Linked DNA regions of Mus musculus: regions 1, 2, 3 and 4 are each linked to region 5. A link is a contact called in public Hi-C and promoter capture Hi-C data. All regions are on one chromosome and are shown on one strand. Each heading gives the region's core, a stretch centred on a gene start, on an enhancer-like site or on the middle of the called end of the contact. The rest is flanking DNA. Distances are from core to core; before and after follow the strand shown. Region 1 holds the start of Lockd (lncRNA downstream of Cdkn1b). Region 2 holds the start of M6pr (mannose-6-phosphate receptor, cation dependent). Region 3 holds the start of Foxj2 (forkhead box J2). Region 4 holds the start of Ddx47 (DEAD box helicase 47). Region 5 holds the start of Itfg2 (integrin alpha FG-GAP repeat containing 2).

Region 1 (5,675 bases), core at 2,836-5,335, 6.5 Mb after region 5:
AAATCCTTGGATATTTTTAGAAGTCTGTAACTTTACACAAATAATGAAATAATTTTTAATTCAAAGTTTCTCACCCTACTTGTTAATTTGCCCCCAAGGAAAGTTGTTTTTTTTTTTTTTTTTTTTTTTAAGGAAAAAAGGACACTTGTAGAGTAAGTGAAATGGATACTACATCTTTAAACAGCGTTTCTTCATTGCCTGTGTATGAGAAAAACTTGGAAGTGTGCCTGTGTATATAACTCTGTAAAGACACTGAAAATTATACTAACTTATTTATGTTAAAAAGAGATTTTTTTTTAATCTAGACAATATACAAGCCAAAGTGGCATGTTTTGTGCATTTGTAAATGCTGTATTGGATAGACTAGCCCCCCCCCCGCCTTTGTTAAATAGTATGGCTGTGCTTAAAAGGTTGCATACTGAGCCAAGTATAATTTTTGTAATGTGTGAAAAAGATGCCAATTATTGTTACACATCAAGCAATCAATAAAGAAAACTTCCGTAGTTATTTATTGAGTGCAACTGTCCTGTGCTTTACTGAGCCTGAGCTAGTCAGCCTGGCATGCCCCAGATACAATGGGAAGGCAAACATCTACATTTAGGCCTACATTTCAGTCAGATGATTTGGGGGTGGGGGGGTGATGGGGGTGATGGGGGTGGGGTGGGGGGTGTGGGTATTCTTAGTGGCCATTTTCATCTTAGTCCTATATGGGTAGACAAGGCTTAACTGGAAAGAGGAAAAGCCACATTTTCATGTAAGACTGTCAGCAGCCCCCATTTAGTTAAAATATTTATGTTTTCTAGGATATGAGTGTGTGAGAACCAAAGGGGGGGGCTTACATAAGTGTAGTCTGATCACACATCTGCAGTACTGAAAATGAAAGTGATGGAACGACTTTTCTAGATTTTCTATTTACACTTTTGAAGTGGCAATGAAAATCAATGTCCTTACTTCCACCATACCAGCCCTGTCCACAGTAGCCCAACACACAAATCCTTAAGAACCAAGTTTTTTCCATACTCGTAGGTTAAATGAAATTGGTCATACATAAATTCTTCAAATTTTGAATATTTATATTATAGTTAAATTCATCCGAAAAATAAGTTAAAATACTAAAACAGAGTCTTGTGTCTTCATATCTGTTCAGCAGAGATGCATAATTTTTTTTTTTTTTTACTTAAAAAAATACAGAAACGGAGCATTTTTAAAGCCAGGTTGATCAGAAATAATTCTCTAAATAACACTCTTATTTTTAAAATGTGGTTAAGGTAGAAAGTAAATTATAAGAAATTTTTATGGGTAAATTGTGAAAAATCCAAATTTGGGTTTAAATTATTCATTGAAATACTACCATTTATATCACCATACCCAAAGGGGATTATAAACAAGGTAGTTCTAGCATTTTTTACTAGGGTTTTTATTTGTTCTTTTGTTTTCTTTCTTTTTTTAAAATAAAGCAAAAGTTGGTTTTTCTTCCTGTGCGGGATGGGAAAATGGATCTTTTGGTCGCTGGGCCAAGTCCTTCAAGTAGGTATTATTTTAATTAAAGACTAAAGGTGTTTTTGTGGTTCTGTTTAAAACATAATATAAAGGGCGGCTTGCAGGAGGACCAAGAGTCAGAAAGTCAATCCAAGTTGGGAAAACACCTCTGTTACTGCACAAACCTCATTTTCCTTTCATAGCTTTTTTTTTTTTAATACGAATTTTGAGAGATTGCATTTTAGGAATGGTGGACCGGGAAGAGGTGGATGCTCTCTGCGCCAGGCACGTCCACAGGAACGCATCCCCCCCGCCCAAGTCACTGTGCCCTCCATCCTCCGAACGCCTGTGTCAAGCCTCCACATACAATCTGGTGGTTCAAATGGTCCTTTTCCCGGAACCTGGACTCCTGCGCCCGCCGCGAACGTCCCTTTGCGGGTTTGCGGCCGCCGGCGTCAGCTACCCGCTACCCCACTACCCTGGTCACGGCCCGGTAGTCTCCCCAACTGTCCCGCAGCCCCGATCCCGCCCGCTCACTGTGGCAACTGCTGGTCGGGCTGGCTGGCGCCTCAAGACCAAAAGTCTTTAATGTCGCCGGCTACTTGCAAGTCCCGCACTGCCAGGGTGGCTGCGCGCAGTTCCCGCGCCCCGGGCGCCCGCAGGCCGCAAAAAAGCGGCCGCGCCTCTATCCGCGCAGCCGGGCTGGGTTACTTCTTAGAAACCTTTCTTCCTCACCATCGATCCTCCAGACGAAGAAAATCACTATGGAAGGCCCACGACCCTTCCCAGAGGACACCCCGCCGCTCACTGAGTTCTGGGGGACTTGCCCGAAGGGACCAATTTCCCGGAGTTCGTGGACCCTCCAGGGCAGCAGCCCGCTCCCACCCCTACCGCAGGGCTCCAATGATCCGCAGCCCCGCGGATTTCGAAAGCCTTCCCGGCTCGCTGGCGGCTAAGCGACCGTCACCAATGCGCGCCTAACTGTGGAGAACCACTGCCGCTTTCGGTGATCAGCCCTGCCCTTCACCCTGCTTGCAAAGTGCCCCCCACCTTTGCATCCTTGGCTGTCCAGAACCGCAGACCTGGGCAAGGAAGAACTGGGGGAAATAAGGATTTGGGGAGGGGGCTGTGATGGGTTAGATTGGGGGACTATGGACATTCACTAGTGGGAGGGAGCAAGCAGTCGGCCTTTCAAGCCACTGTGTGCCCACCACCCTGGCTGCACTGAGCGACCTTTCCTGGGAGCCAGAGAATTGCCTTCGCCATTACACCATCATCACCAGAAAACACGATTGCTCGTCTAGCGCTTTGAACTAAAAGGTGTTTTGTTTAGAAGTCCACTTAGGATCCCTGATCTGTTTTTCAGAGCATGGATTCTTTTTCATTTGCCATCTTTCACCTGAGCCACACCCTACTCCTGCCCCCCCCTTTCCTGGCTTTAAAAAATAATAAAATTAAAGCAAAAAAGAAACCTTGCAAACGACACTGAGGGGTAAAAAGGCCATGGATCCTACTTAGAAACCTATGGGGTCGTCTCCCTGATTTCACTCGCGTGGGGTTGTAATAGGGTGGGGTCAGCCACAGGCGGATCCCGGAGAACCGAAAGTGCACTTATTTCCACGTACACTCAAGTCTCAAGTCCCTCGGGCCTCCATCCAAGTCACAGACTTATCATGCATAAGGACTCAGCAGAGGTAGGAACCAGAAATTAGGAAATCTTAAAAAATAAAACAAAAGAAAAACCCCTTATCCATGCTTTGGGCGCGAAACCTCGACGCGCCTCTAAAAGGAACGTTAAGAAAAAGGCCGGGAGAAGGGCGCGCGGTTCGGGCGCCGGCCGGGGGATTGCATCATTTGCGGCTCCCCCTCCAGAACCCGGACTGAGAACCGCAGCCACCATCATGGCGCTCGGGTCGGGACGCGGGAAGCGCGTCCAGGCCGCGGCCAGCGAGCTTAGAAGCGTTTGCAAACTTGTTACTTGGCGGCGGAGCGCCGGTCTCTGGCCCCCTCCTTCCCTTTGTGTGCGTGTGCATGTGCGTGCGTACGTGTGTTTGCGTGTGCGCGTGTGTGATGTGTGCATATAAAGCGAGAAGTTGAAGTTTCTCCCTCTGGCCTTCCCCAAACCCCCCCTCCCTCGTCCCGAGCTGGTGGTTGTAAACTTGATTGGCATTGGCTGCGCCCACTGACCCCTGCACCGAGTCCACTGAAGATTTAAGGTGGATCTGCGAGGCTGCAGCTGCAGGCGGAGCCTCGCGCTTAACTGAGTTTTGGAAGAAAAAAAAAAAAAGCCTAAACCGTGCGCCTGCTGCGTTTTACGAATCCTTCGGTCCACAGGTCCGCGGGTCCCCGCCCAGCCCGCCGCGCTTCCCCCGCCCACCTTCCCCTGCTTCCCCATTGGCTCGCGCCTGCAGTTTGAATTTTTTTTTTTTTTTTTTTGGATGCTTGTTTTCTTGTTAAAAAAAAAAAATTACCGTACGGTAGATCATGTGATGAGACTTAGTTGGGGAGTCTGAGGTGGGGTGTTTTAGCTGGTTTGATTGCAGGTAGTAGGGAGTAGGATGGGTGGAGCTTTCTGTTCCAAAAGTTGCCCCCCCCCCGCCCCGCCCGCAAGTGCCGTTGACAGAATGCAGGCGGGAAGCTTCAGTTTGGGTAGAGATGTAGCATCAAACATTCACGGATGTCCAGGGAGCACGGGCACACAGGCTGCTGGCCAGAGGTACTAGGAAGGTACAGGCGGGAGTTCGACGAGGACGCACCTTCCCCTGTCTTGGAAAGGTAGACTTGGGGAGGGCGGGAGCGGGTAGTTATCCTAGAAATGAATATTACCCGTCATAGGAATAAACCAACCAAATACAAGGTGTGGCTATAGACTCTATATAGAGCAAAAGAGGTGTTATTTCTGGGGTTAGAGTGTCAAAATCCATCAGGACAAAGGCAGTCGGTGTCATTTTCTTCCTTTTTAACCTTAAAGGGGGGGGGGAACCTGTCTGTTTTCCAGGTTTGGTTCCCCACCCCCCCTTGTGAGGATGAGAAGGGGACATAAAGTCCCCTTTTGATTTCTGGGTCAGGAAACTCATTGGAAAGAGTTTGTTAAGATCTAGGAGGATTCAATTAGTAGAACAGGTCTAATACAAGTGATGGCTTTTATTAATTAGGATCCAACTATGTTTTTCTTTGCAGTGAAGCTTTTAAAACGTCATAATAATTAAACAGTAGTCCTAGATCAGTCTTTCTCTTTATCAGGGACATCTCATATGTATACCTTTCTTTGCCTTTGCCTTTTTTTTTTCTTCCCTTTTTCTTTCCTTAAAATAATTTCTCCTGATATCTCCTTTCAGTCTGTTTTAGCCAGAAGCCCAGCCTTAGCCTCCATTGGCCCCTGAACCAGTATGCCATGTTCTTAGTTTTTTAGCTGTCTAGTTCTGACCTTACCTCTCCCAGTCCACTAAGCTCCTTGACCCCGTCCATAAACCAACATGTTTGAGCTGCTCTCCAGGCTGTATTCATGGACTCTGTTAGAGGCTCAGTGCTTACCTCTGCCTTTCAGAGGACACATCCGATCAGAATGAGCAGTCCATGAGGAAAACCACATCCCTGGAAGGAGGAAGCTAGTCTCAGAAACAGGTCTTCATCTTGAGTGTGAGCCAAGCAGGGATTTGGATGGTCCCCGGACAGGGGTGTCATAGATAAAGATTCAGATAGCACGTGACTGTGAAAACAGGCTTGGAAACTTGGGCTTGGCATGGTGGAGCACACCTGTAATCTGAGCACTTGGGAGCTGGAGGCAGGAGGATCAGGAGTTCAAGGCCTGCTTAGGATACTGAGAGACTTTGCAGTCAGCCTGGGCTGCATATAACCCTCCCTACCTCGAATATACCAACAAGCGTACAAACAAAGGAGGTCATAAATAAAACCCCACTGGACATGGTGGTGTACAGCTTTAATCCCAGTACTCGTGAGGCAGAGGCAGATGGATCTCTATGAGTCCCAGGTCAAAAATAAATGCATTACTACTAATAATGGCTCCCCTCCCTCTTTCTCCCTCCCTCTACTTCTTGCTGGTCTTGAACTTGATGTGTCTGACGTAATCTCTTAACCAGATGGGACTGTAGGCACGTGCTACTGTATCCACCCTAACTTTTCATACTAAAGTGAAGCCTTTACATTTAGGCTCTGGAACAGCTAAATAGAAATCT
Region 2 (5,433 bases), core at 957-3,456, 6.1 Mb before region 5:
TTCGGTTGCCTCTCAGAGGTCAAAGGTAAGCTCCTCTTGCTGAAGACACAGCACATCTAGGATACAGGGCTCAGACTGTATGAGCTCGATCTAACCCGAAAGCCGCATTCCTGCAGTATAGCTTCCAAGGTACCAGAAAATACTCTACAAGGTGCCAGAGAAGGGGCAATTCATAGTCCTACCCAGCTGTGGTACCTATAAATCGCAATGGCCAGCATAGCAAGACATCCATAAAGGTACAGTAGATGTCCCTCATATGTTGGTGGTAACCAGCGGCTGTCTGGTTGGACTTAAGGCCCACTCAGCAGGAGGAAAATTATACCTGGTACTAGAAATCTAACTTCCCAGGGCTGGTAGGATCTTAGAAGAAAATGTACTACCAATTTGCAAGGTCAGCATAATTCCTAACTGCATTCGAAATCATATCCTTAGGCCCACAGATAAGTGTAATTTCACCATATATCAAATAAGCATTTGTTTACAGCAAATGGAGACCATTGTAGCTGGTCTTTGCGACTTTGTGGGTTCTTCTTTCCTCCACCCTTCTCTCCCTCTCTTCCACTCCTTCAACATCCTAATATAGATAGGAGGGAAAAAAAGGATAGAGGGGAGAGAGGAAAGGAATGAGATCTCTGAAATCTAATTTCCCTTCTTGTTTCTTCTTTGAGCACAACTACTAACAAACCGTAACCACCACCACCACCCCCAATGATCAACAACCACCCCTGCCTCTCTGCACATACCCTCTGAAAAGTTCTCAGAATTCCAAATACCACCACAGAAACTATCAAACATATTTGCCTTGTGCTCTAGCAGGGACTAGCAAAAACCACGTCCCCTGTCAGAGCACAAGGCAAATATCATAGCCAGCTGTTGTGGACAATCTGAAGCAGCCCCAAATCCCACACCTGGGATCAAAATGGAAATATGTTCTTAAAATTGTTTTCTGTGTTAAAGAAGCCAAAATTCCAAAATTCTCACTACAGACCATCACAGAAAACCATGACAGGACACGGTGCAGAGATCAGCAGGTGGTGAGGGGCCTAGCCACAGTGGCTACCTCTACATCACAGCTCCTGCATCTATGACTCAGGACACATAAAAAAAGAGGGGGGCTGGAAAAACCGTAAGAGCTGCAATACCAGGATGTCTGGTGTGAAACAGTCTCATAGAAATGGTGGCAAAAACAAGATCTAAACAATGGCGATATCAATATGCTAACAGAGAAGTGAGGCTATGCCATACAAAGTGATCATCCTTGAAATCATGTACATACAAACATAAACAGATTCAGCAGGTTGTAGTGTATCTATGCAAATATTTGTAACTATAACAATTAAAGAAGATGAGACCATCAGTCTGAGTGGGGGACATGGGGAGAGCTGGGTGAAGGGGCCTTCGAAAGAAATGGAAGAAGGAAAAAGTCAGAAGAAGGGGAAGTAATTATACTTTAATTAAAATGTATTAAAACTTTTAAGTTAACTTTTTTAAAAAGTATAGGACACTACGGTGTTAGCAGTTTAAGCACAGTTCTACCTCTGACATGAATCCCTATCTAAGCAGAGTGAGGGAGGTGCATGCAAAAGCACGTGAGAGTAAAAGGGGCATGAGCAGCTAAAGCCAAAAGAAACTTCAGAGGAAGAAATGAGTAACCTGGAGAGCGAATCCAGGAAGCCGCAATTGTTTCAAACCAAGCTCTAAGAACAACTAGGGCTTGAGAAGTGGATAATAAATCCAAGGAGTCTTCAAATGACCTTACCAAAGGCACAAAGACACGGGTCCCCCCAAACTGAAGTACAGGCTAGAGGGCCGGCACACATAGGGCAGGCGCCTTTGATATATGCCTTTGACAGTATGCTTATCTAGCAAGATGCCACAATAGGAAAATTCATTGCCCAGGTAACAGTAACAATAGTTATGTCCCGAAAGAATTAGAAAATTCTGAACAAAGAAAATCAAGACAGGCAGGACCTATAACATTCCACTGTCTGGGTAGCAGAGTCAACTGCAAACCAGAAGCGAGCCCAGCCGACTGATGGCTAAACAGCGCCTCACAGAGGCCACCAAGGTAGCAGAAGAGTCCTAGAAACTACAACTCCCAGAGAGCTTCGGGCGAGGGAACTACAACTCCCAGCAAGCCCAAGGAGCGACACTCTTTGTAGTTCCACAGATCGCCCTCACGTACTGTCTTCAGACCTATTGGGACACCTGGCGCATGACCCCGCGTGGATGAGGAGCGCCCGCCCAGAGTCCCTGGAGGCGGAGCTCGAACCTCATTGGTAGAAAGGCGACCCGAAAAGAAGAAACTGATCTTGACAATCTCCGAGTGATTGGAGTTGATGGGACCGGGGAACAGCGAACTAGGCTGCTGACCAATCAGCGTCCAAAAGAGAGACCAGGGAACCAAGGTTCTGCGGTCACACGCCGCGGAGTCTAGTGGGAGGAGCAGTTGCTCAGCAGGCTCTCGCTGCTTCCTGTTTCCGGCTTCTGGAGCGGGGCGCATTGAGGCGCCTAGGGAAGCGCTGGCTTCAGAGAGGAATCGAGGGACTGGGGTCTGCGCCCCCGCACCCCTGATCTCCGGACGCGTCTTCCAACCTCAGAGACACATTCTTGGGGGCTTCTGAGCCGCGGTTGCTCTGTTTTCCCGTGACACGTGAGTGTTGGGGGCGTGGAGGAAGCGGGCTGGGGTCCTCGCACACCTCTGTACTGAAGGAGGTGCGGACCAGGACTCTCGCTTGGCCGTGGTTCTGGCTGGAGATCCTGCTAGGGAGCCCTAGGGAGGACTTGAGGCAAAAGGCATGAGAACGGAGAACGCCAGACTTCTAGGAGTGAGGAAGAGGAGTTCCAAGATCAGAGAGGGATTTGAGATGTTTTGAAGGTTGGAAAAGGAAAGTGCTCATGTGTGAAGTGTTAACTGGATTCTTGTAGAGAGAATTTTGACCTGTATCGTGGGAGTAAAGTGGCGTCATGGCGTCATTTGGGGGTAAGGTATGACTTTGAGTAGATAGAAGGCGAGAATTTCCAGACTCCTGGAAGAAGTTCGAGGAAGGTCTGTTAGCATGGTGTGGAAAAGAGTGACAAGAGTGTCTTGTGTTTCTGTGGAGACTTTGAAGCACAGAACTACCTCCTTGGGGCACTTTAAACATTGGGCCTTTCTGCCAGTTGAGACTGATCTTAAACGTGTTGGCTGCAATGAACCAGGAGGAAGAAAATAAAGCCCTCCATTAGAAAATGGAAAACGGCCATGAGTGGAAAAATGCGTGCAGGGCTGAATGAGGTCAGCAGTTTCCCAACCCCTAACTTAGTCACTCGGCGTCCTATAGAGAATGTTTCAGCATTGCCACTAGATCTGTCTCTATAGAATAAGAAAGGGGAATTCTCAAGAGCCTAAGATCCTGTTTTACAGCGTCTGAGAGTTATAAGTGCTTGCACTCTGGGGATCTCTTTGGACCATGCTAAATAGGAACTGCCCAGCTTTCAGTTTTATCCTGCTCTCTATTTGGGCCTGTATTTATCAGAAGTTTGACCACAAATGCCTTCATGGCATTAAGTCATCCAGGTTGATTTAATATTTGTGTAGCCTAGGACAAGTAACTCAGTGAGCAACTCTAAGCGTCAGACCCCTCATCTTTTCTAGGCTGTGTAACTAACACAATGCAGGCATAGCATTTCAAACATACACCACACTGAATCAAGGAGAAGCAGCTCAAAATTAGACTCAAATCTTAAGCTGGGAGAAGTGTAAAGTTATTCTTCTACTAACTTTTTGAACGTTTAAGCAAATGACAAACAGTTCCACTCATCCAGTGCCTACCGTGGCTTGTTTTAATTTTTTCATCCTGTCCCAATTTTGTGAAATTCTTTGCCCTAATTTGGGAAGAGAAAGCAGCAACAGTTAACAAATGAGGAAATAACTTGGAGGCCAGAGTGCACAGCATTCATTCTGTGAGAGCATCCCTCCAGGATATGTCCTGGGGAGCAAGCGCCTCAGAGCCCAGAATGTTACTTTTTTTAAATTAAATCCTGAGAGAACTTGCAGAAAATGGCACCGAGTAGGTTAACAGAGGAGCTCTAGGTGAGGTGACCGGTTGAGCAATAGCTGAGCTCAGGGGAGGGGAGAGCTTAAACCTGGGCTCCTTGTTACAGTTAACTTCCAACTTCCTGGTCTGTTTTAAAAAGGAGAAAGGCAGCTCTGGGTTGGCTCCCTTCTGGATAGATGACTCTGGAGCCATCCATCTTACTCCATTAGCTGTGTCAGTGGCATTTGTTCTGTTTGTCCTGTAATTTTTACTTGTGAAACAGAGACCGTTAAGTTTAATACATGGTTTGGAGAGGATTGACTAGTTAATGTCTGGTAGCATTTCAGAGAGTGCCTGGCTGAAGGCTGTCCCTCTGCTGCACATGTTCTGTAATGTCCTATCTGAGATGAGTTAGGAGTGCCTTTGACCTCTTGGCTACGTGTGATTACTGGGTGGAAATAAATGCCTTGTAAATGTTTGTATTGGTGAGTTGATGTGGGGGGCGGGGGAGTATGGGTAAGTGTGTTACCCTCCCTGCATATGGGAAATGGAAACTCAGATGTACCTTTCAGGGAGAAAGGGAAATGAATTTAGAGCACAGGGTTAGAGCTTTCACTCTCTTGTGGAGAATGTCTGGAAGAGTTAACTGTCAAAAAAAGAGTAAAACCATTATAAAATAAACAATGTCAATGGCCTGAAGGGTTACTAATAGATACTAGTAGAAGCCTTGTGCAAGCATCAGTCACTATGGCCTAACTATGAAGGTAGCCAGCTTTTCAACATTGAAATAGAACATTGTCATCCACGAATATGTTGGGCTGCATTCACAGGTATCAGGGGATATATGTGTCCAATGGGCCATAGTTTGGATGGGCCTGTTAGAATAATACAAACAGAAAGTGAACTCAGAACTTTAGAGTGTAAAAAGACAGCCATCTTACTGAAAGTTTAGCTGGCCTTAAGATTTGTGACTTGAAGGGGCGAGGTAGATTTAGGAAGACTTCTGGTCACTCCTTTTGACCCAGTGAGTTTTCTTCTGTGATTGGGTGATTTTTTTTTTTTTTTCCCCAGAGAAATGGCACATAAGTAATTGAGGTGAGTTAAGGTACTATGGCTGCTTCACCCACATTCCACATGCTTCCAGTGAATGTGAAGAAAGATTGTTGGATGTTCCCTACTGATATGTTAGGGCCCAGCAAAGTCAAGCTTCTCTCTCTTCCTTACATTTTTCATAATAACTTCAAGCTAGGATCTGTGTAAACCATGATGGGATGTTCCAGGGAAGGCCACTGACTTAGGCTTTATTTATAAACTAGTATTTGACTTTGAAAAATGGGATACTACAACATAAATTCATCAAACAGTAACAATGCAAAGATGGGTGCACCCTGGCTTATATTTTCTTCCTCTTAAC
Region 3 (5,650 bases), core at 1,175-3,674, 5.6 Mb before region 5:
CTAACAGTGCCTGTGCACACAGGCCTGTAATTCCAGCACTTGGGCGGGTGGAGACAGGAGGCCAGGCATTTAAACTTATCTATTTATGTTTACATGTATGAGTGTTTTACATGCATTTGTGTGGTGTGCATATATATATATATATATATATATATATATATATATATATGTGTGTGTGTGTGTGTGTGTGTATTTATTTATTTATATTTATATGTATGTACACACACACACACACACACACACACACACACACAAACCACCTGTGCACCTATGGAGGTAACTAGAGGGTATTGGTTCCCCTGAGACTGTTACAGATGGTTGTGAGCTTGCATGTTGGGGTTGGAAATCGAACCTGGGTCTTCTGGAAGAACAGGTGCTCTGAACTTCAAGCCAATGCTTCACTCCAGGATCAGAAGTTTAAAGCTATCCTTTGCTACATAGAGAGTTTGAGGCTAGCCTGGGCTATAAGACCTATTTTATAACAATGCCTCCCCCTCCCTAACTCATTACATAGTGTAGGCTGGCCTTGAACTACTGATCTTCCTGGTTTCTCCTCCCCAGTGTTGGGACCATAAATACTTGCCATTGTATAGGGTTGTGCTTTTGTGGTGCTAGGGATAGAGGCCAGGGCCTCATGCTTGCCAGGCAAGCCCTCTACCAGTTGGGCTGTAAGCCTGGCCCCATCTTATCCTTTTTACAGATAGGGTCTCATGATATAGTTTAGCTGCCCTTGAAATCAAGATCCTCCTCTAGCTGCCCTTGAACTCAAGATACTCACAAGTGGGTGCCACTAGGCTGGAGGAAATGAATCTTTTCACATGGATACTGGAAGTGTGGGGAGGGAAGAGGCTTTGTTAGGGGGCTCACTGACTGGCAATTTGAGAATGACATGTTTTCCCAGTTTAAGCCAACAATGTACTAGAGGTTTAGACCCTGGCTCTAAGGCCATTTGGGTTCAACACCTGACACAAAGTAACACTACGAATTGCATAATGGTGCGAATTACATGAACTCAGACACAAACAATATCTTCAAGCTGTAGTTACACTCTAAAGGCCTGATACTGCTGCATGGAATTGCCAGTAAGAATCAAGTGTGATAACACACGGAGAGTGTGAAGCCTTAATGCAGACGTTGTATGTGTAATGTGGTTATATGTACAAGAATGTAAGTAAATGGCAGTAGGCATATATTTAGCCAGAAGACAAATGACATCTCTTTCTACAGGGAGTCATCAAACTGTCATCTTTTTGAGCAATTCAAATATCAAGTGAACAATTTCTTTTGTCTTATCATTTTATAATAGAACACAATTGGAGAAAAGTAAGCCAGAGGGTGATATACCTAAGAGTTTGTACTGGAATAGCATGACTGGGGAGGTAAGAGATGGGCTAACCTGGTTCTATTTCCTGTCCCAGGATGGAGATTATTCTGTAAGAAGTAGAGGGATGTGCTGAGAGCCCATTCTATCTCCCTGTGGCACTCAGGATAACATAGTCTATAGAAATGTCACTTGACTTTAGCACAAAGGTAAAAAAAAATGACATTTTATAAGGGAAATGAATAATCATGCTTTGAACCCTTTGTGTACTAGACCATTTTAAAAAGCAACTCGTAAATCATTTCCTTTGGTGACTGCGACATCCATATTAGTAGGCAGGCCAGAGTATCATAGTCCCTTCTTCACAGGCTATGCTTCCAGAAACTAGGGCCTTGCACAAGTTTGCAGAGCCGAAACTAACACAAGACCCCATTTCCCGATGCTCATTTCTCTATAACAGACTCATTTATCTTTTTATACATCCTCGATCCAATCTTTCACTGACCTCCAGGATAAGAGTAAACTTTAACTTCACGCCCGGCCCTATAACCCTTTATAAGCTGTCTGGAAGAGAAAGAGAGGAGCCATCAAATGCGTTTCTGAGAAAACTGGGAATACTTGTCTTAGGCGTAGACCACAGCACAATGAGAGGTGTGTGTGGCCCTTAGCGTGGACGCTGGCATCGCCAGTGCCCGGGACGGAGGGTCGGCGACCCGTGGGCTGCGGGGCTCCGCGCTCCTCCTTAACCCGCGCCGGGAGGCGGCGGCCGCGGCGGCGGGAGGGGGAGGGGCGCGGAGCGCGGCGCCGAGGCCGGGGAGGAGCCGGGGCCTGCAGCGGAGCTGAGCCGAGCCCGAGCCGAGCCCCGACGCGCTCCGTCCGCCTGCCGGCTCCTGGCTGCCCCGACCGGTCGGAGCCTCAGAGGTGGCAGCGCGGGGAGCCCCACGCTCCGGGAAGCGCGGCGGACGGGGGACGTGACCCGGGAGGCGCTGCCGCCCGGCAGCGGGTGACGGGAGCCCGGACCGCGGCCTCCGGGACCCTGCTGTCCAGGCCGGCCGGCCAGGCGGGCGGGAGCCGGAGTGCGAGGACCCCACCCTCGGGACACCCTGTGCCGGGACCTGCTCCCTCTCCCTTGGGAGGGAGGACCCTCCCTACTCCCCGGACAGCCAGAAGAGATCGCCGCAGGGCACGCGGCTGTCCCTCCCACGGTGGCTCCAGCGGAGACCCCCAGAAGTCGGGAAGGGTAGTGAGACCTGAAGGACCCGGAGTGAGACCTCCCTCACGCCTCAGCGCACTCCAGACAGTTTGGGACTTTTGAGGCAGAGAGAAAGGGAGCCATGCCTGTGGAGTAGGCACCCCGCATCCCACCCGGGACTCACCGCGGAGAGGCGTCCTGATACGCACAAGCCAGGACCCTCCAGGGAACCGCCAGGAATTGGTTCCAGTTTGCTGGAGAGTAGAAGACCTCGCCCCTCAACTTCCGTGCACCTAGACAGTGGACCGGGGCAGAGCCCCTCCACTCAGATCTCCAACTGACAGAAAGAGCCCTCAGCCCCTGAAAGATCCAGTTTGGGGGGGGAGGGGGATTCCCCCAAAGGGGAGGAGACAACTCCTGGCTGGGAGAGGCTCCTCCCCTCCTCCCTAGGGTAGCAGGCAGGGGGTGGGGGGTGTGCCATCTTCCCCAGGTAGGTCCTCCCTCTCCCCCTCCTCCTCCTTCGACTCCTCTTCCTCAGGGGACTCAGTTCCCTGCTCCAGCCTGGGAGGCTCCGCCAGGCACTGGAAGAGTCACTGAGGATGCCACCTGTCACCTGCCTCTGAAGAGGGGAATCCCTGCAACCTCAAACTTCTGTACCAGGTGGTTTCCTCCAGCGGCGGGGGGAGCCTTGGAGACAGGTTAGTGCTTTCCGTTCTGTAGTCTTTAGACACCAGGAGGTGTGGGGAGCGGAAATGGTGGAGCTTAGGGTTCATTCGAAGGGAAGAAGAAAGACCCCTGGGAAATGTCTTCCGATGGAACTTTTGCACTGGAACCCACATGTTGCTTCAGAGACTCTGAGAAATGGCCTTTTAAGATTTTGGAGTCCAAAGGGTTGGGTCATTTGCAGCCCCTAGAGAAGTTGATGCTTTGGACTGAGAACAGACAACAGGTGCGTTTTCAGGACGCCATGGTGTTAGTAACTCAGGACACAGCACAGTCAGAATCCCACAGCACTGTCCATCTTTGGGTCTTGTCCTCTGGTGACTGGACCTGCAGTAAATGACCTGCAGTCGTGGGGGCATTTTATGGATTGTATTGTATCGTCCAGGGCATGCCTAAGTCAGTTTAATATTCAACAGACGTCTTCTTTCCAGTCTATTACAATGACTGCTTGCCTGACTGGCGACAGGTCCCCGCCCACTCTGTCTTGGATACCAGGAGGGAGGCCCCTTTTGACAACCCTACTTCAGGCTGGATATCTGCCTCTCTGTGTAAAATCCAAAGGGAAATGCGAATGCACATGTCCTGGAATGAGAAGGAACTGTCAGGGCAATGCACCTTGGTGGGCTGGAGTCTTCCTAGATACCAAATCTGCCTTAGTCCCCTCATGTGTCCTGCCATTCGCTGGAAAAATCAGCTGAATGGAGGAAGAGAAGAAGGTGCTTCCTAGCTTCCTTCCACCCGTCCCTCTATCTTCATGAGCTGTCCACCAGGGAGGTCTGACCTCTGAGGAGTTTATTTTAGAGTTTCCTCCAGGAAAACACCTACTGGTCTCATCATCTCTCTTCTTGCTTTTTCGTTTAGTTCTGGGTCCCAGGAACCTTGTGTTGAAAATTTTCTTCAAAATCAAAAATCTTTAGAAAGAGCAGGAGAAAACGTGCTAAGAAATCTTCCTGGTTGAGCCAGAGTGGCATTTGTAGCAGAGCTCTGATTTTTCACCCGAGGTCACTAGCTCGAGACCTGCACTTCCTGTCTGGTGGTTGGACCATGCCTCGTCTTCTGTGTGGAGCTTCCTCCCCTTAGGTTTTCAGTCTCTGCCTCCCTATACGGGCCATGGGTGGCTTGCCTGTGTTATCCAAGTCTTTGCCTGTCCACTAGATCCTTGGAAGATACCTGTCGTGGTGATGCGCCGAAACAGGACTGTGGTCCACAGGTTCAATGGCTGGCCTGTAGAATGATGTACATGTTCCCCAGTGGGAATGACTGTGGCTTGCTGTCTGGGTTTTGAGTATGTACATGGAGAAGACTATCCTGGCGGTTTTTTTAGACTGTGCTTTGATCCCTTAGAATCATTTCTGGCAGGCCTGGAGAAGCAGGAGACTCTCTGCCAAAACCAAGAAGAGATGAGCGTGCAGACAACCAGTTGGGAGAAAGCCTAGCTTTCCCCCTCACCCACCAGGGGGAATTCCCGTGACCCCCTCCTGAAGTCACCCCAAGCTGCTTGGCAGGCCTTTCCCAGGTTGGACCTGTTTTCTTCCAGGACTGGTAGGAAAGTTTCATCGTGGGTGCCTCCAGTCTTAAAAGATGACGGTCCTGTCCTTAACTTCCAGGTCTAGAACCGCCTCTCCCACTTTTGAAAGAGGTGTGCCAGCCGTGGCAGTGGTCTGTTCCTTACAAAGCACTTTATCAGATGCTAGAGTGCAGCTTCTGAGGGGCACAGTGTGGGCTGTGGTGTCGCTGCTCCAGGCAGACTGCTCCATTCAGCTGGCTCTGCTGGGACAAGTTCCGTAACTCTCATGCCTCTCAGTAGTCAGTGAGGGGCTGCTTGCATTAACTGTGCTTTGGAGTGTATTGTTTTCTAGGGACGGTATCTTATGACTGCACCAAAATCCCCTGAAAGACAGGTGACTATTTTCCCCTTTTCTACGTCCTCTGAGGCTTCCCGATCGCAGTCAGTACTGGGCGGATGAACTCAAGGGAAATGTTTGAAATTCTGACGTTCTGACAGCCACTGCAGGCTTGTTTCAGACTCGGCAATATGATCACCGCATGTCTGATGCTGTCTCTGCGATCTGCTATAATTTTCTTTTTGACGTTCTCTTCTTTTCTTGAAAGATTTATTTCTCTTGCATTTTATGTATATATGAGTATTTTCTCTGTGCATAGGCACACCAGAAGAGGGCATCAGATCTCATGGGACTAAGGTTACAGATGGATGTGAGCCGCCATGTGGGTGCTGGGAATTGAATTCAAGTCTTCTGGAAGAGCAGCCAGTGTCCCTAACTGCTGAGCCATCTCTCTGGGACCTATTCTCTTTCCATTGAAACATTTTGGTGTTGGGCAGTGAACTGTGGGCTGCACCTGCACCTTACACACACTGAGCCATACATACAGATGACTGATAGTCTTTTTTCTTC
Region 4 (5,112 bases), core at 723-3,222, 6.6 Mb after region 5:
TCAGATATCCTGCATATCAGATATCCTGCATATCAGATATCCTGCATATCAGATATTTACAATTCATAACAGTAGTGAAATTACAGTTATGAAGTAGCAATGAAATAGTTTTATGTTTTGGGGTTACCACAACAGGAGGAACTGTATTAAAGGGTCGTAGCATCAGGAAGGCTGAGAACCACTGATAAAGAAACAGTCAGAGAAATCCCTCTGGTCTGCCATGGTTTCCAACCCCAACGCTTTGCTGAGTTTCACTTCACCCAGGTGGCACATACTTAACATCCATTTTGTCTCTAGAGTCAGGGAAACAAAGACCGCCTCTTGTCTCTGAGGCAGTCTCCTTTCCCAGTTTCTTTTCTGAAGACCAGCATCATGGTGAATGAGAGCAATGGTTTTTGTTTGTTTTTCCAGACAGGGTTTTTCTGTATAGCCCTGGGTGTCCTGGAACTCACTCTGTAGACCAGGGTAGCCTTGAACTCAGAGATTTGCCTGCCCCTGCCTCCCAAGCTCTGTGATTAAGGGAGTGTACCACCATAGTCCCCTCCCTTGGCTTTTTCTATTTATTCTTTTATCTTCTGTCATTTTGTTTCTGAATTCCGACTTGTGCATTTTATCTTAATTCCCCTCCCTCCACAGGCAATCATCACAAACCTCTTCAAGTGTAGTTTCTGCTTCTCTGTGTTTTAGTAGAAGGTTGTTACATCCATCCATACACACTTGTAATATAACACACATATAATATATATTTGAAACAGGGTCTTACCAAGTAACCCTGACTGTTCTGGAACTTGCTATGTAGACCGGGCAGGCCTCCACTTCACAGAGATTCACCTGCCTCTGTCTCCTGAGTGATGGGATTAAAGGCATGGGCCACCACTCCCAATCTTAGTTATATTATATTTAAATCTATGGCCTTTCCCACAACAGCCTCAGGACTTGGAGCCCTAAATACTCTTAAGGGTATGTTTGACATGCGCTGCGCACATTTTAACAACACACTCTGCCAGAGAAAGGGATACCACGAAGAAAAGCATAGCAGATTGTCTCTAATGCCTCAGTTTCAGAAAGTGTGCCCCACACATTGAGAATGCCAATGCCTCCCCACTAGGGTACACTTGCAGGCACAGGGCATGTAACATACATTGTACCTCACTAGCTTAAGTGGTGGCAGTTCAGATATCTCACGGGTCTCAGGAATTTTGTATTCACAGATCTGCCAGTTTTTTGTTTGTTTGTTTGTTTTTTCGAGACAGGGTTTCAGAAATCTGCCTGCCTCTGCCTCCCAAGCGCTGGGATTAAAGGCGTGTGCCACCACGCTCGGCTCAGATCTGCCAGTCTTGAATAGGTGTCCCCTGAACTCAGAACGGCCTTTCTGGTATCAGTAAGGTCCCAGCTCAAATATCACTGCCTCAGAGACACCTTCTCAGTCTTGCAGCAATCCTGACAATTCTTTCTCCCAAAGCTTTGCTCCCCTATTTTTATGTAGCACTTTTCATAATTCAAAGTGGCCCATTATTACCTATGTATTGTTTGCCTTCTCTTTGCAGTGGAAGTTGATACTGTCCTGCTCTATCATTAGACACCTAGCACAGTCCAAGCATATGGCAGGCTGTCAGTTGTCAAATATATGAAGTAATGAATAAATAGTATCGTGATGTCCATGTGTTTACATTTCTATAGTTAGAAAAGTGATAAGCCAAAGGGAAGACAGCCAAGGCCCTGGAAGGCCGAAGTTGCAGAATGAAATCCTGCCTCAAGAAACCAATTTAAAAAAATAAAAAATAGGGCAGATACCCAAAGGGCAGCAAGAAGGGATCGTCTCAGTTCCTTAGGCACACAGGCTTCCAGCCATTGCTGTTCTTCCAAGTCCCTCCTGTGTGGGGCGCTGCCACGCCAGACCCGCCAGCAGGAGGCGTTCAGAACCTACACTCTAGGAAAGTAATCGCCTACATTTCCCAGCACGCCTTGCGCCTCGGCCCCACTTCCGGAGCCCACGAGCAAGATGGCGGCGGACGAGGAACCCGATTCCCCCTCTGGAGCCCTTCAGACAGCTGCGGAAGAGGAGGAAACGAAAACATTTAAAGACCTGGTGAGAATGGGTGATGCTGGTATTTATTTTGTGATGTTGGCGTTTAGGCTCACCCAGGGTTTGGGTACTTCATATCCCAGCCGGTGGTGTGTAAAAACACCTTGGGGCCTAGCTCATGCTATCTTCAGGCTGTCAGAAACTCGGGGTCTCTTCACGCTCCCTCGGGTGCATTTGCCTTGTAGGATGCCGCTGGGTCGTGAGAGCCCCCGTTTGTTTTTCTCCCCAGTTACTGTAGAGCCTTATGTTATCTAGGGTCACGCGTGACCTCCTTACAAGAGGCAAGTTGTTATGGTGTGCGCCTCACTTTATACACGTGAGGCACTTGGTAGAATAATAGCTAGCCACTGGTCGGAACTGATTTGACGGGTTAAATGAGATAATACATGCAAAGAGTTGACAGCAGCCCCTGGTGAAGAGAAATTGTCTCAAGGCGCTGTCCCATAGTGTTCATATAAAGCAGGGTCTGAGATGTACAGTTATGTAAAGTGCAAAGGGCTACGTATCACCAGGAGGATGGCTCTGATAAAGGTGAGGATGTATTCTTTGCTAAAGTATGGTTTTCTGAATTCAAAGGGTGTTACGGATGTATTGTGTGAAGCTTGTGACCAGTTGGGATGGGCAAAGCCCACCAAGATCCAGATCGAAGCTATTCCTTTGGCCTTGCAAGGTAGGTTGGAATTAAATATGCAGGCTAGTACAGAGCCAGTGTGGCATTATATTCAGTTTTTGTGTTGCTTCTAAGAGCTATTGCTGTCAAATTCCAAGTGAAATAAAGATATAATCTCTCCCTGGGTATGGCAGGACTACTTGAGTTCTTAACACCGAGGAGGCAGAGACCTTGCTTCAAATAAATATAAAGCCAGGTGTGATCACGGTGGCACAAGCCTGTACCATTTGGGAGGTAGACACTGACGTTAATGAATGGTGGGACGACAGTTTTAAACCCCTAGAGCACTCTACTGTCTGAATTTGCATGGCAGATCCTGACTGTTAGCTCTAAGAGATGAGAATTAAGAATCCATACAATGGACCATCAAGAGACCCATAATTAGCCTCCAAACGATGACACCATTGCATACACTAGCAAGCGTTTGGTGCAAGGACCGTGATATAGCCGTCTCTTGTGAGACTATGCCGGGGCCTAGCAAACACATAGGTGGATGCTCAGAGTCAGCTATTGGATGGATCACAGGACCCCCAATGGAGGAGCTAGAGAAAGTATACAAGGAGCTAAAGAGATCTGCAACCCTGTAGGTGCAACATTATGAACTAACCAGTACCCCGGAGCTCTTGACTCTAGCTGCATATGTATCAAAAGATGCCGTAGTCGGCCATCACTGGAAAGAGAGGCCCACTGGACAGGCAAACTTTATATGCCCCAGTACAGGGGAACGCCAGGGCCAAAAAATGGGAATGGGTGGGTAGGGGAGTGGGGGGGGGAGGGTGTGGGAGGCTTTTGGGATAGCATTGGAAATGTAATTGAGGAAAATACGTAATTAAAAAAAAAAAAGAGGAAAAAAAAAAAAAAGAATCCACCATAAAGCTAGGCGTGGTGGTGCACACCTTTAATCCCAGCACTCCATTGGCAGAGACAGGAGGATTTCTGAGAGTTTGGGGCTAGCCTGGTCTACTAAGCAAGTAGGAAAACACTTTGTCTTTAAGACAAAGAACAAACAAACAACGCCCCCCCCCCAAAAAAAAAACCAGAAAGAAAATCCATCTTGCTTATTCTGTATCTTCCAACACCCTTGATCAGACCTTTCTTGAAGTTATCTTTTCATTTCAACACAGTATTTTACTAGCCTGTCTCTTTAGCTACTGTTTCTTTCCTTTGGCTTTATAATAGCGATTCTATCACCATCCTCTATTTCCTTATTCTAAAACAACTTGGACCTACTGAATTAGAATTTTCAGGTGTCAAACCAGGTGGTGGTGGTGCGTGCCTTTAATCCCAGCACTCAGGAGGCAGGGCTTGGCAGATTTCTAAATTTGAGGCTAGCCTGGTCTACACAGCGAGTTCCAGAGCAGCCAGGACTACACAGAGAAGCCCTGTCACAAAAAAAAAAAAAAACCAAAGCAAACACACAGAAGAAGAATTTTCAGATGTGGGACATAGCCCCTCCTTCATAGATTGTACCTCTGATGTGTATGCCCCTCAGGGATGCGAACCGAGTGGAAATTCAGGGCTTTTGTGTGAATGGGAGGAACGAGGTTATGAAGATGCTCATGGGTCACGAGTAGTTTTGGCAACCAGGGGTATTTCATGCCGCCATTCTTTAGGAAGATGAGCTGAAGGCCTGCTGGCATAAGTATATCCTGTGTAGCTTGTAGCTCTCGCTCTCTCTCTCTGAACCTGAAGTTCTCTGTATCCAGAATCATTAACTTCCTCCCAGAACTGATTTTTCTATAGTTCCTGTCTCCGTTTTTGGCTTTTCAGTTTCCCATACTAAAATTGATGTCACCCACCACGTTCCTTTCAACCAGTTTTTGTTCGCTTTTACTTTTGAGATGGGTCCTTGCTGTGCTGTCCAGGCTGGCTTCAAACGCCTAGGCCTGAGTGCTCCTCTTTCTCTGAGCCTCCCATGTAGGTGGGACTACAGCTGTGCACCATCACGTGGACCGTTCAGCTCCTTGCCTCCTCTGGGTTTATCTTCGAGAAGAATAACACCACCTGTGAAATTCCCTGTTTATCAGGATCCATTAGGGGTTTATGAGCCCCTTCCTAGCCTCATTCCTACCTGTTTAATACCCTGCCATTCAGCCCAGGTGGGGCTTCACATAGCCCCGTCATACACTGTTTCTTAGAGCCCCGGCCCTCTGTCCTCATGCAGGAATAGCTGTCCTGCCTTTTGCTTACTTCCATGTAGAATTTGTAGATCTCTGTTAGCCTGGCATTCCCCTTTATGTACTTTTTATCTTTTCTAGGGGCCTGTATTAAGGGCCTTACCTAATTAAACATGTGTGTTGGTAAGATCGCTCAGTGGTTAAAGGCTCTTACTGCTGAGTTTGATTTCTGGGACCCA
Region 5 (5,594 bases), core at 1,379-3,878:
TAAACATGCAAATAAAGCAAGCGTAATTTACAAATTATTGAGTATGGGGGATGAAACGGTTCAGAGAGGGGCTTAGTGGTTTAGAACTCTTACTAGTTTGCTCCCCAACATCCACATGACAGCTCACAACTATTTGTGCCTTCAGAGTTCCCATTTTAGACAAACAAAATAAGGAAAGCATAAATGACAGTTGAACCTCTCTCTGTATCTGTGGGGCATTGATCATAGGAACTCTGTGAATACTCAAATCAAGTGCCTTATATCAAACCATACAGTAGCATTTACACATTATCTCAACTACATTTTAGTTCTTTTTTTTTTTTTTTCTTTTTTGGTTTTTCAAGACATGGTTTCTGGGTAGCTCTGGCTGTCCTAGAACTGGCTCTGTAGATGAGACTAGACTAGAACTCAGATATCTGCCTGCCCTTGCTTTCCGAATGCTGGGACGAAAGACATGCATCATCCCATCCAGCTTAATTCTTATTCTTTTATTTATTTTTGTGGTACTGAGAATTCAATCCAGGGCTTTGTTCATAGTCAGGCAAGTGTTTGGTAGCTACATCCCCAGGCTGCTACCATATACTTTAAATCGTCTCAAGGGCTAAATACAGACCCATACTGCATATACTTTGGTCAGTGGTAGGCTCCATATATCAGGATAAATACATTCAGGTTTGTGTAAGCATACACTATAATGTTAGGACAGGGGGCTGGTGAGATGGCTCAATGGGTAAGAGCACTGGCTGCTCTTCTGAAGGTCCTGAGTTCAAATCCCAGCAACCACATGGTGGCTCACAATCACCTGTAATGAGATCTGACGCCCTCTTCTGGTGCATCTTAAGTCAGCTACAGTGAACTTATGTATAATAATAAATGAAGCTTTGGGCTGGAGCAAGCAGGGACTGAGCAAGCTGAGTTGACCAGAGCGAGCAGAGGTCCTAAAATTCAATCCCCAACAACCACATGAAGGCTCACAACCATCTGTACAGCTACAGTGTACTCACATACATAGAATCAATCAATCAATCAATCAATATTTTAAAAAAATGTTAGGACAGCAAAGTAACCCAATAATGCATCCCTCAAAGTATCCACCGTTAGGTTATGCAGGACTGAAGCTGCTGTGCTGTGCTGTTTAGGTAATGGTGTCAAGAAATGAAATCTGAAAGCTGGGTGTGGTGGCGCACACCTTTAATCCCAGCACTGGGGAGGCAGAGGCAGGCGGATTTCTGAGTTCGAGGCCAGCCTGGTCTACAAAGTGAGTTCCAGGACAGCCAGGGCCATACAGAGAAACCCTGTCTCGAAAAAACCAAAAAAAAAAAAAAAAAAAAAAAGAAAGAAAGAAAGAAAGAAAGAAATCTGAACATACTAGGTACAGTCCCATTTTTTTTTTTTTTTAATATTTCCTATGGTAGGCCTGGCGGCGGGGGTGGGGTGGGGCTGCTAATACTGTTAACACTAACAGTTCCAGAGCCTTAACTGTGTGCCTGTCATCGTTCTACCTGCTTAATGTGCATTTATTTATTTAAATGACGAGAAAAGCATCAACTGCCTAGGAAAGAAAAAAAGTAGGTAGAAATTGCTTTTGTATTTCAACGAAGAGGTAACACTACAAAGTCGCCAGACACCTGAGTCAATTCTGGGTAGGCACAGTAGAAGCCTCGCATGGTCCACACTGATTATGGGGTATCTGCGGTAGGTTGGAGGCAGCAGAGATATCTACCGGTTAATTCCAGTGTAGGAGCAATACAACAGTGTGGCAATAGCAGCCAAGAGTGTGGGCAAGCATGGTAGCATGGGGAATGGGGGGGGGGGGAGGGAAAGCTATAGGTAGAGGGATATTATTAAATGCAATTTACAGGTTAAAAAATGGGCTTTGAAATGTAAAGATGTTTTGCAAGGGAATTGCGGCTACGAAAGGAAATAACGCGGGAAACAGGCTTTTACAACCTCCTATCCTGACAATCACTGAACTGTGCAAGAGAACCAACAACCTGTCTTCTTAAAATTAATGATAAAAAAATAAAATATGGCTGGAGTGATGACTCAGCGATAGGACATTAGCTCTTCCAGAGGAATGGGGTTTAATCCCCAGCAGTGGCAGCTCACAAATGTCTCTAACGCCAGTTCTAGGGGACCCAGCGTTCCTCTTCTGGCTTTTACGGGCACTGCTCACACACGGTACACAGACACACATGCAAGCAAAACACTCTACACATAAATTTTAAAGCTAAAACAAAAAATAACTACTAGAGGCTCTGGCCCAACTAAGCCTCCTGCAGTGACGGTCTCAGAGCGATACTGTCAATCAAAATTTTCTGTTCCGCACGCCATGTTGACTCCAGTGCGCAAGCGCACAACACGCCATCGTGTCGTTCCCACCACCCCCATCTCGCTCCGCCCAAATGCAGTGGTTTGCAGTGCGCATGCACTCACCGCGTCGTTATCCACGTCTCCGAGGCAGATGGCGTGCGGGAAGAGACTCCCGCTGAAATCCAGCGCCACGCGCTGCACATAACTAACCGACCTCATGGCACTCTGGAGGGCTGAGGTGCCGGGCCACTGCACCAAAACGACCCCCGAGCCCTCAGGACAGCCGTGCACGCGTGTCAGGCCACCGAACCGGAAGTCTACGTCACCGCTTAAGCCTTGAGTTCCGGCTTTCTTCCCCTAACCTTAGGGGAGGAGGCGGGCCTTCCGTGCCAGGAGCTGACTTGATACCTGGGGCTTGACCTTTTTCTCTGAGGGGGATTCAGACCATCCCTCGGGTCATAGTAATAGCCGTCATAATTAACAGCTTTGTTTTCCAACAATTTTTATGAAATTCCCTAATGGAGTTGTCAACGCAATGTAGTGGATTACAACCCACGTTAAAAAAAAAACAAAAACAAAACTTAAGGGGCCAAAAATAGAGCTCAGCAATTAAGAGCACTGGCTGCTTGCTCTTGTAGAGGACCCTGGGAAGATTCCTAGCCCCGACATGGTGCTCGCACCCATCCATCTGTAATTCCAGTTCTAAGAAGTCCGACGCCAGACAACCTCTTCTGGCTTCCCAGGCACCTAGGTGATGCACACATACACATGTAGCAGGAGAGCCACCACAAAGATTTTAAAAATATGAAAACAGACAAAGAGAAAAAGATCTAAGTAGTAAATCGTGTTATTTTGTTAAAGCCTTGTTTTGGGGATATATATATATATATATATATACCCTGGATTATAATGAAAAAATTATGCTGTGTACTTTATGGGCAGCAGTTTGAAAAATACCTATTGCAAAGCACACCTTACATGTATTATTTAATCAGCAAAATTATGTAAGCTTTATTGTTTCTTCAGGTGAGGAAACCATGTTCATCAAGATTGAGTAACTTTGCAGAAAGTGGTAGACGTGAGATTCAAACCAAGATGTCTGATGTAAAATGTTAGAGCTCTTTTGTCACTATTGCAGTTCCCATGGAAGTGAAGGCTGCTGGGATTCTGGACCCGAGGCATGATGTAGCCCCACCCCAGCACAAAGAGACCTGTTTCTAGTGGCCTTACTCTAGTTTAGGTGGGGCCATTATTCTCATGACTGGGGCTGCTTGGGATACTTTCCCTGATAAACCAGGTTCTGCCTTTCTTCTGAGATGTGATCAAGGCAACAGGAGTGTTAGTTAAACTACATGTGGTAGTGCTCGCCTGTAATTCTAGCACCTGGGAGGCAGAGGCAGGAGGATCAAGAGATCAGTATCAGCCTTGGCTGTGTAATTCTATGTCAGCTTTGGTTACATGAGACCCCATCTCCAACAAAAAGTCAATAAAAACAAAAGACACTCGATAGAAATTCCTGTAGTCCTGGCGCTAGGGACGCAGAGGCAGCAGTTCAGGATTATTGTCAATCACATGCAGTCTGAGGCCAGCCTGAAACACACTGAGACTCTCTTAAGGAGGAAAACCCTTTAGTTTTACATGTGCAAGCTAATCTACATTTGGCTTCTCATCTTAGGGGGTGCTGGACCAGAGATGTCCTACGTTCTATGTCAAAGGTGGTGAAAGAAGTCTGAGATGAGAGACCTTTCTACCCTAGAGGAAAGGATGGATTTGGTTTTCGTGGCTCTGACAGCTCAAAGTAGAAAGGAAAAAGGCACTGCAGATCCATTCCCAGTTACCAGTCCCTGTTACTGGTAGTGAGCTGTGGGGATGGCTACAACCCTTAGAAGGTCTAAGTCACCTGGGTATACCCGGTGCTATAAACTCACCTGCTGTCATCTCGTTCTATTAGGGAGAAAACAGAACCAAACTTAAAGTGTTTGTGCTTGAATATAACCAGCAATTTATGTTTCGTTGTACTTAGCTGCTTTCTCTTTTTAGCTTTCTAAATACAGCTGTAAGATAAATACTTAATTCTTGGGAGTAGAGAATCAGCCACTTCTCTCATTGTCCACTCTGCTCTGACCCAAGTCTTTGAAATCACATCCTGACCCAGAACTCCACAATGCCTTTCTTTCTTTCTTTTTTTTTTTTTTGGTTCGTCTTTTGAGACAGGGTTTCTCTGTGTAATCCTGGAATTAGCTCTGGGGAACAGGCTGGCCTTGAACTCACAAAGATCTGCCTGCCTCTGCCTCTGCCTCACAGGCGCTGGACATACACCACCACTGCCCAGCACAGTACTTTAGTCAATCTTCATCATTTGGGGTCCTTGTTCTGGAATTTTCAGGGGCAGTGCCTGGTTTTGTTTCGTACAATTGTTTATCGTGAAGGCTGTGCCACTTCAATCACAACTTCTGTCAGTCAAGAGAGCCAAATAAAGTTAAAAAGACCCAATAGGGCATAAACTAAGTATTATGTGTGTTGTCTGAGCACTTGTGTGAGTGCGCTTATGTGAAAACCAGAGGTTGATGTTATGTCTTCTACAACTGCTTCTCCATCTCATTGAGACATGGCTTCTCCCTGAACCTGGAGCACCATTTCAGCTGGTCTGCTCGGCCAGTGAGTGAACTGTTGAACTGTGTTGCCTCCTTGCTCCCTGCTTTCATGTTAAAAAAAAAAGACTGCTCCTTGCATAGCTGTATGGCTGGATCTCTTTTTCTAGCAATGATTTACTTGTAAGAATATTTTCTCTAAGCCAGGCAGTGGTGGCGCATGCCTTTAATCCTAGCACTTGGGAGGCAGAGGCAGATGGATCTGAGTTTGAGGCCAGCCTGGTCTATAGAGTGAATTCCAGGACAGCCAGGGCTACACAGAGAAACCCCGTCTTAAAAAAAAAAAAAAAAAAGAAAGGAAGGAGGGAGGGAGGGAGGGAGAGAGAGAGAGAGAGAGAGAGAGAGAGAGAGAGAGAGAGAGAGAGAGAAAGAAAGAAAAAATTTTCTCTAGTTCTTAGTGTTGTTGCTGTACACACAACTCATCTGCAGGTACCTTGAAGTATGTACTCAAGTAGGCATGGTAAGTGGCATCAGACCTTGCAGGCTTTGTGAGACAATGTGTTTACGTGGGATCTAAGTGCCTGTGGTAAGAGCAGGTCAGAGGTGAACAGTGATGTGGGAACTGGTGGAGGTGGGTATGTAGGGGGAGAAACATCTCATAGGCTGGAGAGATTGGAAATATTTTAGCGG

The links. Promoter capture Hi-C pulls out the DNA fragments that hold promoters and counts their contacts. A called contact is a pair of places that touch in the nucleus more often than the background predicts.
Region 1: a contact with region 5 is called in a promoter capture Hi-C map of second pharyngeal arch cranial neural crest. The contact joins the promoter of Lockd here to the promoter of Itfg2 in region 5. A contact is called at or near these places in 2 of 39 promoter capture datasets (pre-B cells and second pharyngeal arch cranial neural crest) and 1 of 484 Hi-C or Micro-C datasets (B cells).
Region 2: a contact with region 5 is called in a Hi-C map of CD4 T cells, with 3 times the contacts expected there. The contact joins the promoter of M6pr here to the promoter of Itfg2 in region 5. A contact is called at or near these places in 1 of 39 promoter capture datasets (cranial neural crest) and 1 of 484 Hi-C or Micro-C datasets (CD4 T cells).
Region 3: a contact with region 5 is called in a promoter capture Hi-C map of cranial neural crest. The contact joins the promoter of Foxj2 here to the promoter of Itfg2 in region 5.
Region 4: a contact with region 5 is called in a promoter capture Hi-C map of pre-B cells. The contact joins the promoter of Ddx47 here to the promoter of Itfg2 in region 5. A contact is called at or near these places in 2 of 39 promoter capture datasets (frontonasal cranial neural crest and pre-B cells) and 1 of 484 Hi-C or Micro-C datasets (the G1E-ER4 cell line).

The regions. Positions count from the first base shown.
Region 1 is chr6:134,925,007-134,930,681 of GRCm38.p6, forward strand. Lockd (lncRNA downstream of Cdkn1b) reads left to right here and starts at 4,086. Exons shown (of 2, transcript NR_037956.1): 1 at 4,086-4,279. Cdkn1b (cyclin-dependent kinase inhibitor 1B) reads left to right here. Exons shown (of 3, transcript NM_009875.4): 3 at 1-519.
Region 2 is chr6:122,306,514-122,311,946 of GRCm38.p6, forward strand. It overlaps M6pr (mannose-6-phosphate receptor, cation dependent), which reads left to right and starts at 2,207. Exons shown (of 7, transcript NM_010749.7): 1 at 2,207-2,653.
Region 3 is chr6:122,817,760-122,823,409 of GRCm38.p6, forward strand. It overlaps Foxj2 (forkhead box J2), which reads left to right and starts at 2,425. Exons shown (of 11, transcript NM_021899.3): 1 at 2,425-3,211.
Region 4 is chr6:135,009,640-135,014,751 of GRCm38.p6, forward strand. Ddx47 (DEAD box helicase 47) reads left to right here and starts at 1,973. Exons shown (of 12, transcript NM_026360.3): 1 at 1,973-2,089; 2 at 2,663-2,756. The coding sequence starts at 2,003.
Region 5 is chr6:128,422,282-128,427,875 of GRCm38.p6, forward strand. Itfg2 (integrin alpha FG-GAP repeat containing 2) reads right to left here and starts at 2,629. Exons shown (of 12, transcript NM_133927.1): 1 at 2,437-2,629. The coding sequence starts at 2,532.